Regions from separate parts of the Gasterosteus aculeatus genome. Here region 2 is linked to region 1. The links are chromatin contacts, called in public Hi-C maps. All regions are on one chromosome and are shown on one strand. The core of a region is the stretch at or near the end of the contact, and the rest is flanking DNA. Distances in the headings are between cores, read along the strand shown.

Region 1 (6,272 bases), core at 2,576-5,075:
GATCCGACCACCTTTTCGATAAACCCAGGTTTTGATTATATTTTTACAGGTTTGTGGTGCATGAGCTAACAGGAGACGGCCCACCAAGAGCCGGGTAGCTTATGTGCTGCTCTGGCCGTATTCCCACCAGCATATCTGCCCGTTTTGGGCCAGCAATAGAACTTCCAGGACAGCGTGTCCTTGCTTCTCCAGAGTAAACAAGCCAGCTGGAACAGTGTCCAAGCATGCATGCCCGCTACTGAGGAATTGCACTTTTTGCCCCTCCTCTCCTCCCCTCCCGCCCATTCCTTTCCTCCTTTTTTAATTATCTTAATTATGGAATCTGCTGCCAGCGGCTGAAAGGAATTGCTCAGCTCTCCTTCCTGCCAGCAGCCATTTAGGGGCGACCCGGTTCCCTGCGGCTTGGAGAAAGCGGAAGAGAATCCACCGCTGTCATCAAAATATGCCATTTGAATGCGTTCAGGCAACGCAAGATCAATCCGGTCGCCGAAAACAGGTGCAGTAAAAAAAGGAGCCCTGGAGAGCATCAAAAGGAGCGCGGGGAGATTGATTCTGTGTTTAAAGCTGCTTCAGAAATAAAAGGGAGATATTTCCGTTGCGTGCTAAGTAGCTTTAAAAGGGCCAAATGCCTCTTGCTTGCCGCGGGTTCCTTCCTTAACAAGTGGCCCTGAGCTCTGGAGGCGGAGCTTTTACAGAGGGATTGTCATCGGCTGCAGCAATGGTCGCCCAGGTAACCGTGGTAAGACGCCTGTCACGTCTTATGTGTCCTCTGTGAAAGACCCTCACCCCCAAATATCCACGGGGGACTTCCACTCACTGTGCCGGTCGGCTGCGGTTCGCCCGCCCCGCTGTTATTTTTGGGGTTCCAGTCGACAGGACACAGGAGACGCCTTGTTCATGAGCAGCACATCTGCTGTGCACTCACCCTGCAAACCTGCATGCTAGCAGAGTGGAGGCTAACTTTAGCATCTCTGACCTGCTCTTCCTTCGGTCCAAGCCGCCCCAGCTGGATCATTTTCTCTCTAACCGGATCGACTTTTGTGTCTTAAAGATCAAACAAATGCAAACAATTTCAAAAAGATGATAAATGTGGTCTTATTTTATTTAGTAAGCAGCTGTGTTCTGCAATACTAGTTCACACTGTGTACAAAAGCAGTGAGCTGGACGGCTGCCATGCCAGCGACTGGATCAACCGAAATGCGAAACCGGAGGCTTCGGTGAGTTAAAAATAACTAATCATTTAACGTGGCCAACCGTGATCATGAAACATTTTCACCGCGGCAGCATCAGTACCAACGCTCGATGCTTGGAAAGTGACCAAAAACGCCGCGCGCAGTGTCCCCAACTGGAGCATTGATCGGCCCATATATTAGCGAGACGGGCTCCTCGTGGATCGATGGCCCTCGTCCTGCAGGCGGGTCACTGCGGCACGGCACCACCAGCTGAGGCCCGCCGCCGGTGAGTTCTGTCGGCGCCGCCCGCCCCCGACTCCCGGGCCGGTTGTTAATAGGAGGTGGACGGGTCTGTCTGAGCCAGGAAATCAGGCTGCCTTCCTGTAAACGCAAATGTCTTTGAAAGAAAGTTTCGGTCTTCAGAAGAATCCTCCTGTCACATGCCAGCCTATTTATCTAGAATCTAGGTGCAACCTGGCTGGGAAGCTCCTCCCCCTCTGTCAATAACTGAGGCCCGTCGGGTTCGGTGCACACCTTGCATTACAAAGCCTCTTTTCTCTCACATGACTGCATAGTTGACATTTCTTTGGTTTGGGCGGCCTTACTGCGTCGCTTCATTTCTTCCTCTGCTCCTTTTGCAGTGTACTGGATCCTGGAGGTCAAAGGTCACCGCCGGTTCAACTCCTCTGTATCCAAGCGGCCGGTGCCCCCTCTTTTTTGTCGATGTACGAGGCTCGTGAAGTGTTGACGATGTTTTTTGTTTCGCTCGTGAGCCGCGTCGTGCTCTCGCACACACTGTTCATTGGCAGATTGAATATTTGCCAGTAACGGGATGTTCATGTGCTGGATTTACCTAAATCTTTCTGCTCTGATTCGGTGGGATTAAAATGGAAAAAAGGGAAATCATCAGCAGTCCGTCACACGTTGTCGAAATGCTGCAAAAATGTGTTTAACGACAAACATGTGACACCAATAGAGATCCACTGCTCAGTAGAAACATGTAGGAGCGCTGTGGCTCGGCTGGAGAACGGCGAGCTTAAGCCGTCACGCTCAGGGTCCTTTCATTGTTTAAATCAATCACGCTAAGTGACGGTAGGAAGGGGGGGGGGGGGATTGTACGCTGCATTTATATACTGTGAGCCAGATTACAGTCATGAGGCGCTGCATTCATAACGCGGCTGGACATCTAAGCAGCCTTCTAGTGTTTGACAGCAGAGCACTGACTGCCGCTTTAACACCTCAGAGCCGACCTCAGGGATGGAGGTCAGGATTGTTGACAGATGATGTATAGTTTTTGTTGTTGTTTGAGTTGGATCCAATGTGTATATCGAACATGAAACGTCCCCTAATGTAACAGCAGGGGAAACGCTGGCTAGGAAGAACTTCTTTAAGAGCGGTGGTGTGCGTGGGCCTCACTCTGAGCCGTGTCTCCTCCCCCCCCCCCCTGCAGGCCCCGTGGTTTACGCTCTGGACCTTGCCGACCGCCTCATCTCTAAGGCCGGCCCCTTCGCCGCCGCCGGCATCATGGTGGGCTCCATCTACTGGACCGCAGTCACCTACGGAGCCGTCACCGTCATGCAGGTGGGAGCCGTTTGCTTTTGGTTTATGAGGCCCGTCGGTTAACGCGGTGACCTGAATGAATGGACGGTTAGTAAACCTGCCGATACGCCGCCTGCGTTCAGGTGTGGTGCCGCTCCTCTGTGTCTTCCGTTGTTTGACTCGTTCTTATGCGTGAGTGAAAGTGCTCCGTCCTGACCCTCCCCCCCGCCCTCCAGGTGGTGGGCCACAAGGAGGGCCTGGACGTCATGGAGCGGGCCGACCCCCTGTTCCTGCTCATCGGCCTGCCCACCATCCCCGTCATGCTGATCCTCGGCAAGATGATCCGCTGGGAGGACTACGTCCTGCGCCTGTGGAGGAAATACTCCAACAAGCTGCAGATCCTCAGCAGCATCTTCCCAGGTCAGCACACACACACACACACACACACACAGCTGTTTAGCTGAGTCAAGCGTTGTGGATGTAACGTTCCAGCAGCAGAACTGCCTCCTTCCACTGCTGGGTAATTGGGAAATGAACAAGATTCATACAACTTTTTGTCAGTTTCAAATGAGCATTTTATGGCAATAGATTGTCAATATTATTATTGTGTTGATCCCACCGATGAGTCAGACTTGCCACGGCCAATGATCCAAAAGCAGTTTGGGACACAGGACGCAGGCTGCTGGTGACGCAGCAACACCGCTGTGTGTGATGAGGTGCCTCATTCACACATCGCCACCTGCTCATTCGCCACGCGGGCCGCCCCTGGTTCGTCGTCATTTCACCAGAGACGAATAAACACACGCTCACACCGGACGTGAGGCTCGACACACCAGCTGCGCGTGTGCACGTTCTCAGCAGGCCCCCTGCGTCTCTCTCTCTCTGTCTCCCCCCAACGCGTGCGTCTCTGCAGGGATCGGCTGCCCGGTTCCTCGCATCCCGGCGGAGGCCAGCCCCCTGGCGGACCACGTGTCGGCCACGCGGATCCTGTGCGGCGCGCTGGTCTTCCCCACCATCGCCACCATCGTGGGGAAGCTCATGTTCAGCAGCGTCAACTCCAACCTGCAGAGGACCATCCTGGTGGGTACCAGCACGCACAGAATCACATGGTCGAAGTCTAGAGGGGGGGTGACGCCCCTCCCTCACAGAGCGGTGCCCGTAGAACACTCTGTCCTCTTCTGCTGCTGCGGACTGAAAGCTGAGTGCTGCAGCAGTTTCCCCTTTACAGGAAGGAGGAAGAAGCGGCCGTGGTGAGAAGCTATTAGAGGAACACGACTTTTTGTCGTTTTTGACCGACAGCAGCAAATATTAAGGACACTTGCAGGTTGTTAAAATGTGTTTACAGCATTTAATGAGTTGGTTTCTTTCTCTCTAGGATTTTATTATTAACGTGACAAATATTTACAATGAATTTAATGTAAATCATCGTCGTTTTAATAATCGTACCACCATTACAGTGGTCATATTGGTTGTGGTTGGAAAGGAACAGCGACCTCATGGAGTCAGCTGACTCACGGTGACTAAGAGGGTTCAGAAGGTTACTGCACACGGCGCCGAAAACAAGTTTTTATACGACGTTAACTAAAGGCCAATAATATGAATTAAACATTTGATCCAATTCTGCTGGCGGATTGGATTGTATCTCGTGGCTTTATCAGTACATCCTTTTGTCTGTTCCTGTGCTGTTTGAATGATGTCATCATACGTGTGGGACCTGGCCAGCGCTCCCCATCGTGCACATGGCGTGTCAGAGGACTCATTGAGTTCATGTTTCGCTTTGGGTCTCATTCAAAGTATGAGTCCGTTTCAGTTTCCTCATGTGACTGGTCTATTTTTGTGTGAGTCGATTTGCACACGGACCAACTTCCCTGAAATGTTAATAATGGGCCTTTGTTTCTTTTCTTTAGGTGAGAATGATAATTAATAGTTAATCATGTTTTGAGAGAAAATTAGAACATTTTTCTTGTAAAATATGCTCATTGGAAGTGTTAAAGGGAACTCAAAGGGGGAAGAGGGGGGGGGGGGGGGGGGGGCATGTTGGGTTGAACTTGTTGATGGCGGCTGGTACAGTTGGTGGACTCTGCTACCTTATCAGTCGTCTCCCCTAACTCGTGTCTGTGTTCTCCTGCAGGGGGGGATCGCCTTTGTAGCCATCAAGGGGGCGTTTAAGGTTTACTTCAAACAGCAGCAGTACATGAGACAAGCCCACCGCAAGATCCTCGACTTCCCCGAGCCGGAGGACGCCTGAGGAGGCGCCGCGGGACGGACGGACTAAAGAGCGGGATGTGCTGATGAGACAGACTTATGATCGGTGTCACCCTCACACACCACGTGCCTCCCCCACAAATCACCCTTCCTGGATGGTGCACGGAGTCAGAGCACCGTTGTGGACATTCGTTCGAAGCGCCGCCGCCGCCCCCCCCCCCCCCCCCCCCCCCCAGACGGAGGCGTATGGTGGGTCTGGTCGCCCCCACCTCCCCCACATTGTTTTCAATCTCCTGATGCTTTTGTGAGGGGAAGACTGATAAGACTTGTTGACACAGACCGGAGCATGTTTTGCAGTCAGTGTACACACACACACACACACACACACACACAACAAGGCTCTGTGTCTGGAGGGAGGGGGGGCTACAACAACAACTACCATATATTGAAGTCATTGTGAACCTGTATTTTTAAGAAAGCATGTGTAATTAGTTTTATAATAATACATAACTGTTTTATAACATTGTTTTGCATATTTGAAAGAGTCCCCTTCACCAATGTTAGCAGAGTGTAGAATGTATTCATGAGTGGTGACGCAAAACATTCAGCACCACCAGGAAGCATTCAGACAAACCTCGTCTCATATTTAGCGAATGAGGATCCAGCAGAATGCCGCTGTAAAGGACTCGCACGGCCCCCCCAGAGGACCACCTGGACCCTGCAGCTGCTCTGTGGTTCACGCGCCTTGGCAGCGTTGCATTGATTGTCGTAGCTTTATTTCCATCTCCACTGAGACGCTGGCCCATAAAGCACGGTGCTTTAGTTCTTCTCCCCCCCCCAGGCGTGTGATGATGGGCTGCCGGGTGAAGTGCGGCTCGGGTCCGACATAGTGGGACCTGCGGCGCTGGTGACTGGGGAGCAGCGGCCGGGCGGCGCTCACACCTCAATGGCTTTTACAAAGTTTTACGTAATTTCCAACATCTCTTCAGTAGAACAAACGCAATGAATAATAATGTTAACGGACCCAATTTATTATGACCGTACAAAATAAAAGTATTGGGGTAGCAATGGAAATCCTAAAACCTGGAAAAATACAATACTACATGTGAGGATCGTGTGAACACGGCACTGCGTGATGTCAATGTTAAAGCGGAGAATGGCGGCCAAACTTTGTTTTCTGACTCGGAGTCACAAAATAATCATTCGACATTGATATATATGTAAACGTATATAAATATATACACAGATACTGTGGCGGCTTTGCCGGTGTCCTTCAACCCTCCCACGTAGATTCACTGCTCTGCTCGGCCAGAAGAGACGCTGCGTCTGCGCCTCAGAGGTTAAGCTGTGACTTGT
Region 2 (6,272 bases), core at 954-3,453, 41 kb before region 1:
GGATTTTAGGGAAAGAAATGATACTAAATATATGTAAAACATACCCTGTGAACAACTTTATCCTATGCAATTTTTGTTTTCTTTCTACTTTTAAAAGTAGCAACCTCGTGACCGAGCCCCCAAACATTCTTTTTTGGGTAGAATTATTCACAGTTTCAGATAACTTTGCTTCCCTCTGTCCTCATTTGCCTCGGCCGCCTGCGCAAGACGCTCTGCAGCCGGCACCTCGCTGTCGGCGCTGCCTCAGATTAAATGGCTAAGAGTGCTCCACTTCCAAAGGAACCGTGCAAAATCGACCCAGCCTCGCGTATCTGCCCCCCGAGAGTGGGCTCAGGTAGAGAGTTTGGTGATGTCTTTGCTCGGGGTGAGGGCAATGCAGACACTCGGTGCTATTGAATTATTTAGCGTTGAGAGCAGAGACCTTATCCGAGGTCGGAGCTATTAAGCCGTTTTGGGAAAAAAAAAAAAGGGTACATCCATCACACACTCCTACATCTGTTGTACACCGAGAAAGGAGTTAATAATAACCAGATACTTGGCCTTACCAGACAAAAGGTGAATGTGTTTATATATGAATATATGTAACCGTGAAAAAGCAGCATATGGTAATGCTTACAGGCGTCTTTCTGTGGGTTTTAAATTTTGAGTGCATTGCTGTGGGAGTGTTAGCAGAAGCCAAGCACCACCTGTGGCACCCATGAGTCAGGGGAATATGAGCTGCCGCCAGAGCGGAGCAAGTGGGACTTAGAAGCACGCATAAGTGGAGGCAATTATGCATGCAGGCCCAGAGTTTACTCGGTCTCACATCTTCGTCTGTAGCAGCCTCTCTCTAGACTACTACAGTCACATGTTCCCCTTGAGAAGCCCGTCTCGCACTCTGACGCTCTGATGCAGACAAATGCACACCAGTGCAAAGAGCAATGTGCAACTGTCAGGCTTCAATGTCGGGCAGAGGAGGGAAAGGAGGGATGGGGGCATGCGCTGCTGGGCTGTGGACAAAATGCATTGAGCATTAAAAAGGTGGAGTGGAAAACAAGCAGGCGTGAGTGGCGCGTGTCCCCTACGTCACTCCCAGCGAGGTGACGAGCGTCTTCCTGACATTTGCGTCACAGTGCAGCACATGAAGCGTCATTGTCACGACCTGACGACTTCATTGGATTAGATCTTAGATATTCAGTTAATTTATTAGTGGATACAATAATAATTGGTGGATAGTAAAAGAAAAATATTGTGGTTTTGGCTCTGGGAGAATGTACAGCTAAAGGACTTCTGGCTGCGGAAAAAAGCAAAAATATTTGTTTGCGTAGCCAAACTGAACTCAAGAATGTGCTCAGCTCGAGCCACACATCCACAGCTCTGCACGGGATATTCATTTAATTTAGTGCCAACATAACTAAGAAATAAAGGTATTTACAGCGTGAAATAAAAACTGATCACCGTAATTACCTCATTTTATAGCCTGCTCGGTGCCTCACAGGGCCACCCATGTCAATTCATGTGGCAACAAGAGGATAAAAAAGTATTAAAATAAAGGCAACAACAATAGTAACAAAAGAAAAGGCTGTGGGAACGCAGAAGCAGGTTCGTGATGGCAACACAATAACCATCTACGTGTCCCTTTGGGATTAATATCAGATGTTTAGCATACACACTGTTGAGTAATAGTTTGCGGATACTAATTAAACGTTTTTAGCCGTTGCATTCATCAGCCTTGTAGAGTCAAATGACCTCGGCTGATAAACCCCTGCGGGGCTGCAATCTCTTCCCTGGTAACGAGCTGGACCACGATGGGCAAGACATTACATGTGCACGATGCCAAACTAATTGCTTCAAGTGACTCGCTTAATATCAGTATTATTGTGATCGGTCAACGCAGAGCCACATCCCCTCTGGACCAGCCACAAAAAACAACAACAACACACAATTAGACTCGACTTGGAGGATTTTGTGCTTCGTCATCGTTCTCTCTGCGCCGCGTCATCACACGACATAAGACCCCTGTCTCTGTGTCGCTGGGTTATATAAAGGGGGGGTTTGTCATCGGGAGAAATCACGTGGTTTAGCACAGACCCCCCCCCCCCCCTCGAGAAAAACAACTGCAGTCTTGCACACACACCCAACAACGACATAGAGCATGAAAAGGCAGCGCTAGCCAGCAGCTCATGCAGTCTGGAGGAGGGAACAACGTGTTCCGTGACCCAGGGCAGGAGAGAGAGAGGGAGAGGGAGAGCAGGGGGAAGGAAAGGAGGGGGAGAGGAGTGAGACAAACGGAAAGATAGGGGAGAAAAGTGAGAAAAAAGTAGGCCGAGAAGGATAGAAGGAAGGTGAACGAGTGTGAAAACACACAGGAGGGCACGAGGAGCAGGAGACGAGTCTTTTCCATGAGCTGCAATGGGTTTCACTGTGAAAGAAACAAAAAGGCCCCGTGTTCACTTCTATGGCATCCCGAGGACATTTATAAGACGCCTTACTTTAAGGCAGACCTAATGTCTTTAATAAAGATTAAAGACAAAACATACTTTTACAATCCCAGAACTAGCCCTCTCAGTTTAAAAGAAACTGCATTACAGTTCAATTTTTGACAACATAATGTCCCCCATCCTCTACTTTTGCCCCATCACAATCAATAGCCTGAATGACACTGAAACTCCCCGTGGTCACATAGTAGAACAAACACGGGCCAGATTCCACTAGGCTCTAATGTCGCTTTAATGCTCTCATATTTAGTCTGAAATGTGCTGCGGATCTGTCTTTTTCCATCAGCTTTGCGCAGTGCAGAGGCTTACACCGCAGGAGAAAGGCGCAGATCTGCAGTGGCTCGTGCCCGAGATTTATTGGGCTTTGCTCCTGAGCTCCCAGCGCTGTCCGGGGAGGAAGGGAATACATACACCCGCGGCATTTTCCGGCCTAAGAGCGCTGTTTGGAGTCAAACAGAGTGCCTTGCGGGTTACGAAGACAAACCGCCGACTTACAGAAATCGGTCCTGTCCCGGGGGACCAGCCGCTTGACTCGTGAGGGGAGAGACGGTCCCCTCAACATCAATCTGTGGACTAATAAAGACCCTAAGTGCAATTTCTGTGGCATACCTACCAATAGCATTACGCTAGGCTTTATTCATCAATGGAATAGTGTGACATTTTTGGAAACAGAAGAGATACTTTTGTTCCATATTTTCAATATGAAGCTAGCTTAGCATAGTTGGCCGCCTTGAAACAGGGGAAACAACTGTGGCCCGTCTCTGTTCAAAGGAAATGACTGTTATCAGTTCTTATAAAGCTCAGTAAATTGTATCCCTATAGTTAGCAAGCTGTTACAACATTTCCCGTCTTTATGCTAAGCTAACCAGCTGACGATGGTAGCTTCATACTAACCATGCAGATATAATACTATGCATTACGCATTTTACCTTTAATGGAATAGTTTGACATGTTGGGGATAACATGTTCACTCTCTAGACCCTTTTTATTTTGGATTTTAAATTTGAAACCAGCTAGCTTAGCATAGCATTAAGATTGGATACAGGGAAAAGAAGTATGGCTACGTCCAGAGGCAACAACATCTGGTTAACAGTTCCTCAAAACCTCACTAATTGACATGTTAGAGATCGCTAGCTTTTCCGTTGTTTTCAGTCTTTATGCTAAGCTAATTTGCTGCTGACGGTAGATTATTTACTGTAAAGACATGAGTGGCATCGATCCGCTCGGCCAACTTACGTAAATGAGAGGAATGCACGTAAATGATCCCTTTAAGCACTTTCCACAGATACGAGGTTTCAGAGTTCAAAGCAGAGCAACACCGGGCAAATGAACCCACATGGTCTTGATGGTCTAGAAATACCCCGCTGGGTGAAAGCAATGCATTGCTAGCTGCCTAATGCTAGCTGGTACTTCACTTCATCCACGTACCACATTGCTACCCAATTCTCTCCATTACCTCATTAACTGGATGTTGTGTTGACTTTGTTAAAATCCAACCCACAAAGAATAGACACAATGTGCATCTCTCTGGATTTAATAGCGGCATTGAAATCTAAGTGTGTCTTTTCCCCACTTTCATTTGTATCTATAGATACACAGACATGTTTGTCCGTGTACGTGTTTGAAACAAATCCGCCACTCACTGTCAGAGAAACCTGGATGGAGGCAAGAGAGCAAAACCTCCAAAAAGGAGGTTTCACGGATGGCGTAGATGATGGATGAAGCCAACCGAGCGTGAGGTGGAGAGAAATCGGCAGGGGGCTGTCTGCCACAAAATGTAAATAGACCGAATGCTGTCAGCAGAAGGATAAGGTGGCTTGGGAGGATGGATGTAGGGAGACACAAACATCTGCTTTCCTAATAACAAACAGGCCCTCGAGGCTCTGGAGCAATTGGAAAGCAGTCAGAGTAGAGAAATCGACTGTCACAAATCATATCAATTAAAAAAAATAACAATTTACTCACTGGATATAATCCCTGCGTAAAAATTGAGGCCGCAGTATTGCAGTAAGATGCAATACACTGATCCGCTGCCACTGCAGCCAGGACTTTGCTTCATTCTTGTTACATGAAGGAAATTTAGGCCCTACGACAACATCTAATATTGCAGGCAGGGGTCAAAAGCAATCTTCAGTCTTAACCTTCTGATGCCTTCAACCGAACCACTGTTATTACAGCATGACGTGGGCATTAGCATTCGTAGCAGTTTATAGCTCCCAGGCTGCGGCGGAATGACACCCCCTCCTCTCCCCCCCGATCACAGAGAGAAATAGCTCCATCACATTTTAAGCTCATTGGCAACAGGGAGGGTGTGGGGAGCAAATTGACCATATCTTGTCAGGCCTCTTTTTTTAAATGCACTTCAAAAGGGCAGGGAAGCGCCATTTCATATTGTTCCCTGGTATAATTTAAAGCGGCGTTAAATACTTTGTTATCACTTGGGGCCATTGGATCAGGCTGCTAATCTTCTCATAAATGCTACAGGGGAAAGTTGCCTGCTTACACACCAGCAGACACAATATATCATGAGTATTCATTTTAGGTTTCTGACCACAAGTGCATTATTTCTTTTAGCTCAGTTTTGGTCTTCACCATATCCTGAAAGAAATATTAGGCTCTTTAGCAATTTAATGCTCTGCTGCGTTCCCTGGTTAGTTGCGGACTTTCTGTTATTAGATGCGGGTCAGGTAGTACACAGCAGTATACAGTAAGTACACCAGAGCTTTTATGCTGAAAGCATCTGCACGCTGCAACTGGAAACAAGCTTAATAAGAGATGTGAGAATGAGCCAATTCATTAAAAGTTAAAAGCCCCCCAAAATATAACTCTTCCCTTTAGACCTTCAATGTCTTTGTATGCATTGTATTGCATTGGGGAAAGTTAGCTAATCCCCATTCCTACTCCCTCCATGGTTCTCTGTCCACGCGTCCTCGCCTGCTCCCGAAGTGGGACTAAGCCACGATATGAGTCACCCATAAACCAAAATGCTTTGGTAACTGCACAGACACACATCTAATGTGAAGCAGAATGGAAAGTGACAACCGTCTTCCGTCCGGGCCGAGCTCGTCGGGACGTTTAACACGGGGAGAGGCCGACCCCTTGGCAAGTATTTCCCATCTGTAATTCCGCCGCCACGCAGTCGTTTCGACTGTAGCACACACTCACAAACACACGTGCAGATGTGCAAACCGCCCTGACGCTACTAGTGCCAAGTACTCCGTCACCAGGCACCTGACCATGCTCCCTTGCCAGTTCATATGGAGAGTGTGTTATAAACAGGATATTTTAGGTTTTTTAAGTTTCCTTTTCATTTTTGGAGTGGAGGGGGGGTATAGAAATTTGCGTGCAAGATCAATTCCAAACAGACCACTGGTTCCATGTGTCTCCGCCCCTCACATGGCGGCGTCTCATACATTCCCCTAAAAGGATGCTGCATTTTTCCTACTGGCTTTGGATATTAGTAGTCGAGCCTTTTCAAAATAATCCTCCCGAACTAAAAAAAAAAAAAAAAAAAGAAGAGATTTTGAAAAATGAGAGTGGAGAAACTGGCAGAGACTTCAGCAGGTCCTCCAGATGCAGCGTATTACCATCTGCCTATGGAATGTCAGTTATTTCCAGAGCGTCTTTAATAGATTTCCTAATATGATACACAGCAGCTCCCGGGCCAGAAAAGGGTGATGTGGAGGTTTGGAAAAGGGGGCTGCTGTTCTGATCACCTGCTGTAAAACCACACTCCAAAAGGCTGGGCAGGACAGAGGGACGCCTCCACGCTCCTCAGCTACTCATTCAAGCAAA

The links. Hi-C and Micro-C count contacts between places; a contact is called where the count stands out from the background.
Region 2: a Hi-C map of skeletal muscle shows a contact between it and region 1, with 3 times the contacts expected there. The contact joins two enhancer-like sites. A contact is called at or near these places in 3 of 6 Hi-C or Micro-C datasets (skeletal muscle and tail fin).

What each region holds. Positions count from the first base shown.
Region 1 is chr6:5,202,429-5,208,700 of fGasAcu3.hap1.1, reverse strand. It overlaps marchf5 (membrane-associated ring finger (C3HC4) 5), which reads left to right. Exons shown (of 6, transcript XM_040178102.2): 3 at 2,623-2,753; 4 at 2,948-3,131; 5 at 3,625-3,791; 6 at 4,843-6,272. The coding sequence ends at 4,959. Among protein-coding and RNA genes, the nearest start is that of cpeb3, 16 kb to the left of the region's middle. Within about 2 kb of position 3,825, at least 3 of the 9 cell types and tissues checked have open chromatin away from gene starts, as enhancers often do.
Region 2 is chr6:5,241,547-5,247,818 of fGasAcu3.hap1.1, reverse strand. The region is part of intron 7 of cpeb3 (cytoplasmic polyadenylation element binding protein 3); the gene reads right to left. Among protein-coding and RNA genes, the nearest start is that of marchf5, 22 kb to the right of the region's middle. Within about 2 kb of position 2,203, at least 4 of the 9 cell types and tissues checked have open chromatin away from gene starts, as enhancers often do.